Linked DNA regions of Capra hircus: region 1 is linked to region 2. The links are chromatin contacts, called in public Hi-C maps. All regions are on one chromosome and are shown on one strand. The core of a region is the stretch at or near the end of the contact, and the rest is flanking DNA. Distances in the headings are between cores, read along the strand shown.

The links. Hi-C and Micro-C count contacts between places; a contact is called where the count stands out from the background.
Region 1: a Hi-C map of liver shows a contact between it and region 2, with 6 times the contacts expected there. The contact joins the promoter of BCL2L1 here to the enhancer-like site in region 2. A contact is called at or near these places in 4 of 5 Hi-C or Micro-C datasets (blood and liver).

The regions. Positions count from the first base shown.
Region 1 is chr13:60,580,612-60,583,844 of ARS1.2, reverse strand. BCL2L1 (bcl-2-like protein 1) reads left to right here and starts at 1,519. Exons shown (of 3, transcript XM_018057683.1): 1 at 1,519-1,623; 2 at 3,163-3,233.
Region 2 is chr13:60,526,279-60,529,607 of ARS1.2, reverse strand. It overlaps BCL2L1 (bcl-2-like protein 1), which reads left to right. Exons shown (of 3, transcript XM_018057683.1): 3 at 1-760. Among named protein-coding and RNA genes, the nearest start is that of ID1, 38 kb to the right of the region's middle. Within about 2 kb of position 1,952, at least 3 of the 5 cell types and tissues checked have an H3K27ac peak or open chromatin away from gene starts, as enhancers often do.

The DNA.
Region 1 (3,233 bases), core at 270-2,769, 55 kb before region 2:
TTACCATCTGAGTCACCAGGGAAGCCCATATTTTTATGAAGTTGTGTGTTAATTTAAAAAATTAAGGGAGAGTTATACGGGAAAAGAATCCAAAAAAGAATGGATATATGTATAACTGACTTTTTTTTTGCTGTACATCTGAAATTAACACAACATAGTAAATCAATTAAATATTTTAAAAATAATACAAAAAATCAGGGCAGACTGAAAACATAGAGCTCAGCAAAAAAAAGCAAGATGTAGAAGTGTTTATAGCAAGTTACCAGTTGTGTAAAACATTTTTACATATACTTTTCCTTGTGAATACAGTGACCATCTCTGAAAGACTACAGAAGAAAGGCTTAAGAGTGATGATCTCTGAGACTTGCCTGATGGTCCAGCGGTTGACTCTATGCTCCCATTGCACAGAGCATGGGTTCAACCCCTGGTTGGGGAATTAAGATCCCACATGTCACACAGCAGAAAAAATAATTAATTAATTGTGATGATCTCTGTGAGGGGAACCAGGGATTAGAAAGCAGGAGTGGGAAGAGGACTTTCTATGCTTTTTGGTATCTTTTTAATAGTCTATTTTTAATCAACTAAATTACCACAAAATCAAACTTTTCAATGTTTAGAATGAATTCCAACTCATTCCCACGGTCAACTTCTCAACATCCTCTCACACCGCATTTGCCCTCCCTCAGCCACAGTGCTTCTCCTTCAGTTTCTGGGACATGCCAGAAGCTTCCTGCCTCAGGACGCGTTGTACAAGCCATTTCCTCTGCTAAGGTTGATGTTCTCTACACACTTTCAATAGGTTGGCATATTCTTACACTTCTGGTCTTGGATTCTATGTCATTTCTTCAAAGAGGCCATCTCTGGCACCCTATACAAACAATTTAAAAAACAGTTTAAAAAAATGTCTGTTTCCCTCACTGGGCAGAGAGGGCATCCATTTTAACGGACCACCTATTCCTTCACCCTCTTTATGACAATACCCTGATTTGTTTTCTTCAGAGCCATAGTCACTATTTGAAATCACCTTGTTTTCTGTTATTTACTGTCTCTCTCCATCTCAAGGGTTTTAGTCTCTATGAAAACATGGGTCATGTCTTGTCTTGTTCCTAACTCTATTTTCAGCAACCCAAACAATAAATATTTGCTGAATGTATTTATGCAGCAAAGACTATGGACTTCACAGATAACTCTAAAATCACCACAATAACTCAAGGAGGGAGGCTGGTTTTTACTCTTTTTAGAGTTAAGGGTAACTGATGCGCGCAGCAGTTGAGTAACTTGCCAAATCGGCAAGACTAGAATCCCAAACACTAGGTTCTTAGCCACAAGGCAACTCTTTTTCGATATACAAGCTGATCGGTGGATTAAACTGACCAAAGGAATGAATGGAAATGTGAATGTAAACGATGTTTCCCTTGTGTGTCCGGAATCTTCAGGTCTACCGCCAGGGGGCGCTCTCGCCCAGTTCTTTACGCCAGTCCTCCAGGCGCGCACTCCCTCTGCGTCTCGGGCTCGCGCGCGCTGCCGCGGCACCGGAAGTGACTGAGCTTGCAAGTTCCCCCGGTCTCTTCAGGGAAACTGAGGCCGGCTCGTTCGGAAGATAGAGCGCGAGCCGTCAGCCAGGTAGGCCGGCCCCGGTCCGCGGCGCGGAACTTGGCCGCGAAGAGCTCTCGCGCCCGGAAACGACCTGGCCGATGAAGGGGGTATGTGGCCCCCCACGGCTCCCGGGGCTCGCAGGTGAGAGCGCCGCCTCCCCTGTGCGTGGCAGGCGCTGCGCCCAATGGGAGCCCTCGCCGTTCTGCTTCCGTGCTACCTGAGCTCATTGATTGGCTACGCCGGGGCGGGCCGCCGGGGGCGAGACCCCACCTCCCAGAAAGGTCTAGGGGGCGCCCCTGAGGGAGAGCGGTTGCCTAGCAACGGGGCGGTGGCCAGGCGGGTACCCGGCCTAGCGCGCGGAGGAAGCCGCGAGGCCGCAGCCCACCCACCCCGGCCTCTAGAGAGGTGCAACCCCGGGCCCCTAAGCCCTCCCGGGGGTGCCAAGAAGCCAGCCTGGGCCTGTCCCCAGGAAAACGTAGTCTCAGCTGTGGGGGGTCTCGAGCAGGCCTCGACCCTTGTCTCTGACCGGTGGAGAGGCTCGGCGCCTCACCCTCGCCGGGTCTTTGTGCAGGGCGCCGGCGGCCATTGTGTCCGTGCGGGGAATGGAGGACCCGGCAATCCCCCACTGCCACCGCCACGACCAGGGCCTTTGGGGAATTCAAAGAAAGCCAGCGGCGTTTCTGGGGGGTCTCCTGCTTTCAGCCTCCCAGAAAGGCCCGGGGATGGCCTTTCCAAACTCAGACCGCAGATCCATGGCAGTGTTCCCCTCCCTCTGTTTCTCATCGAAACCTTGAGCCCCATCGAGAAGTCCCTTCAAGGTTTCTTGGGAAGCCTCACCCCGGGCTGATACTGAAATAGAAAAAAAAAAAAAAAAAACAAAAACTAAAGCTCACACCAGCCACCTCCGAGAGAGTTCTCCTAGCTCCCAGTAGGAGGCGGAGAGCCAAGGGGCGTGCAAGAGCGAGGGGGCTGGGCTCCCGGGTGGCAGGAGGCCGCAGCAGCGGCCGCCCTCGATCGGGGCGATGGAGGAGGAAGCAAGCGAGGGGGCCGGTTCTTGAGCTTCGTAATTCCTGTGTCGCCTCCTGAGCTCTCAGTCCGCCGGGTCGCATGATCCCTCCAGCCGGAGCTGCTTTTTTTGCCAGCCGCCGCCGCGAGGCCGGTTGACTTACCGGCATCCCCGCTGCCACCTCCTCTCCCACCTATGATACAAAAGATCTTCCGGGGGCTGCACCTGCCTGCCGTCGCCTGAGACGGATTTGAATGTAGGTGGTGAGGGTTTATGGGGGTGGGGGGCAGACTGCCCATGGGGGTGACTTTTCGAGGAAGACATTTCAGAGAAAAGGGGGTGGCTGGGATAAAAGGGGAGGAAAAAAAGGCCGGTGTGATGATTCAGAGCCCACTGGTGCTTTCAAATTGACTTCATCGAAGTACCTGGGAAGCTAGACCCAAATCTTCATAAGAGCGGCAAAGAACCCAGTTCAAGTACCTGGAGTGGGGAATGGGATATTGTAGGTAAATGGCTTGCATATTCATTTTTCCCCCCTGAAGCTCTTTCTTTCCCTTCAGAACCTTGTCTTGGCTTTGGATCTTCGAAGAGAACCACTAAGCAGAGACCAGACCCAGTGAGTGAGCAGGTG
Region 2 (3,329 bases), core at 703-3,202:
GGCCTGAGATAGGTGCCGCAGAGCTGTTTATGGCCTCAGCTGCCTCACTTCCTGCAAGAAGATAAGCCTGTGGTGTCTTTGCCTTGGGCTGCTGCCCGTGGGTTTCAGGGGCCATGGTCCAGAGGTGAGGGGGAGCTACAGGGAGCAGCTGTGGGAGCCCTAGGGTCTTCCTACCTCAGGCAGGAAGGGCAGGAAGGAGAGCCTTGTGCGTGGGGTGGAGCTGGGACTGGCCAGAGGGGCCAGCCCTGCCTGGCCTGAACAATTTGTATCCCACCCCCATTCAGCCTGAGCAGCCAGCCGGGCTGCCAAGGTCAGGATGGCCTGGCCAGGAGCTCTTCTGACCTCCCTCTCTCCTCTGCTCCACACATGGCCTGTCTCATCCCTGGGGGTCCAGGCCTAGCCCCGGCCACCCCGGGCTCTCTGCTGTACATATTTGAAACTAGTTTTTATTCCTTGTGAAGATGATATACTATTTTTGTTAAGCGTGTCTGTATTTATGTGTGAGGAGGTGCTGGCTTGCAGTGCGTGTGCACGTGGAGAGCTGGTGCCCGGAGATCGAACAGCCTGGTGCTCCCTGCACCCCCATCCCACCCTACCCCACCCCCCGCCCTGGTCTGGGGAAGCCAGCCGGGGGTCCTGGCTCCTGAGAGGCACCTGTCCCTCCCCCAACCCCCACCCCACACTTTTTCCAGCTCTTTGAAATAGTCTGTGTGAAAGTGAAGGTGCAGTTCAGTAATAAAATGTGTTCTTCGTGAGCAAAGGACCTGGGCTCCTGTGTACTCCGGGAGGGGACGCTGGGCTGGCAGAAGAGGCGCAGGAGAGTCGGGTACCTGTGCTGACTCTGCTGCCCTAACCTTGGACAAGTCCCTTCTTCCTCACTCTGGTCCTAAATTTCTCCACCTGACCCTGGGTCTGCTTTGAGCCTCTGCTATGTGCTGGGCACTGACTGTGTGTGAACATGACAGACAGTCCCTGCCCTCAGAAGTTGGTATTCTAGGGGGAGGCACAGTCAAGTGCCCACTTGGCTCTGTGTAGGCACAGTCCTGAACGAAAGTGAAAGTGTTACTCAAACTTCATGGACTGTAACCCGCCAGGCTCCTTGTCCATGGAATTCTCCAGGCAAGAATACTAGAGTGGGTTGCCATTCTCTTCTCCAGAGGATCTTCCTGACCCAGGGATTGAACCTAGGTCTCCTGCATTGTAGGCAGATTCTCTACTGTCTCAGGCACCAGGCAATCCCAGCCCTAGGCACTGGGAATTCTGCAGAGAAGCCCTTTCCTTTATGGAGCTTCCATTCTGGTCAGGGAGACAGGGAGATGAATATAAGGACAGCTCTGTTGCAGGGCAAAGGTGGAAACAGAATGACTCTGAGGAAGCATGGCAAGACATGAAAGCCCTAGTGGAGAAGGAGATAAGGAGTCAGATAACATTTTAAAGATAATCCCACAAGATCAGCTGACGGATTGGAGAGAGCTCTAGAGAGAAAGAGGAACCATGGGTGATTCAAGGTTTTGAAATAATGATACCATTATAATCCCAAAGTGAAGCACCCATCTGAGGCCAAGAAGTTCATAGTGAGTGCTCTAACAGCATTTAATATGGAACCTTAGCTTGTCTGGGAGTCAGGGAGGGCTCCCTGGAGGAAATGATATCAGAACTAGAGCCTGAAGAGTCTGTAAGAGTTCTCCAAAAGAAGTGGCGAGGCAGGAAGAGTGGTCCTGCTGAAGAAGCAAATGCAAAGATGAGCAAGAATTTTCTTCAGGCTGAAGGAAAGTTGGCGTGTCTGGGGTCTCCTGGGTCAGTATGATGTTGGAGAGGTGAAATGGGGGTACTGGATTTGATCCTGAGGGCAGTGAGAGCCAGAGGAAGGTTGTTAGGGAGTGATATACCACTTAGACCCCAAAGCGCCCTCTGGCTGCTATGTGAAGAAGGCTCTGGAGGGAGAGCAGAGTGGAGAAGCCATGGCTCGGTTAATGCTCCAGTTTTGAGGGTGGTCAGCCAGGTGTGTATCCTGGGTCGCCATTCCTGGTCTTTGCTCAAGTAACCTAGCCTATGTCCTAGCTTTTCCATCTGTGAAATGGGTAGGATTGCAGTACCCATCTCAAATGATAGTGGTCAAAAGTGAATGAGAGAACCCAACAAAGCTTGGGTGAACTGGAAGTTGGGGGGAGGGGGGGCAGCGATGACCCTGCCATCAAGAAGACCCTCAAAAAGAAGAAAGAGGTGCTCCTCAGGGAGTTCAACTGGCTGTGGCCGGAGATCCGGGAAGGGTCTGGGAAAAGGAGCACGACTCCAGGGCCAGGCCCTCCAGCTAGGGAGGCGGGCGCTCCAGCTGGGGCCTGGGGGGGTGCTCCTCCCCATGTGCTTTCAAGAGCGAGCTTGACTGCCCCCTGGTGGCCAGGGGTTTCCACCTGAAAGCCACTCCCACCCCAGATGCCTGCTCCCAGTGCTTCAGAGGACCTGTCGTCTCCTGACTGGCCAGCTTTCCCCTGTGTCCCCATCTTCTGCCCTGTTCACAGAAGGACGTCTACACCTCCAACCTTTAGGTGCCGAGTTCATAGCTTTTCACGGCTCCTGGCTCAGGGTCACCATTCTCCAAAGCCTCCAGGCTTCTATATCTTTAGGCCCAGGATATACCCGTGGCCGGTAACCTAACCACTCAAGTCCCCTCTCCAGATTCTTGAGATTCTTCCAGAAACGCCTTTTTACATAGCTTTGTTGTTGTTGTTGTAAAGTTGCTAAGTCGTGTTCAACTCTTTGCAACTCCATAAACTGTAGCATGCCAGGGTCCTCTGTCCTCCACTATCTCCCAGAGTTTGCTCAAATTCATGTCCCTTGAGTCAGTGATGCTATCTAACCATCTCATCCTCTGCCACCCTCTTCTCGTTTTGCCATCAATCTTTCCCAGCATCTTTCCCAGTGAGTCACCTCTTCACATCAGGTGGCCAAAATATTGGAGCTTCAGCTTCAGCAACAATCCTTCCAATGAATATTCAGGGTTGATATCCTTTAGGACTGACTGATCTCCTTGCAGTCCTAGGGACTCTCAAAAGAGCCTTCTCCAGCACCACAATTTGAAAGCATCAATTCTTTCACATAATATGTAACTATATTCTGATCCATTATTTTACACAAAGAGTAACAGACACACTGTGCCTGTTTTTTTTTCTGCCTAGTTTATCTTATAAAAGTTTCCATGTTTATACATGAATCCTTGATTGTTATACAGCTTCAGCAATTAACTCATGGCAGATTAATTCTTTTTTCTAGCTGTATAATATTCCACAAATGTTTTAACCAGACCCTGAACTCAGTCATTCCAACCTTAA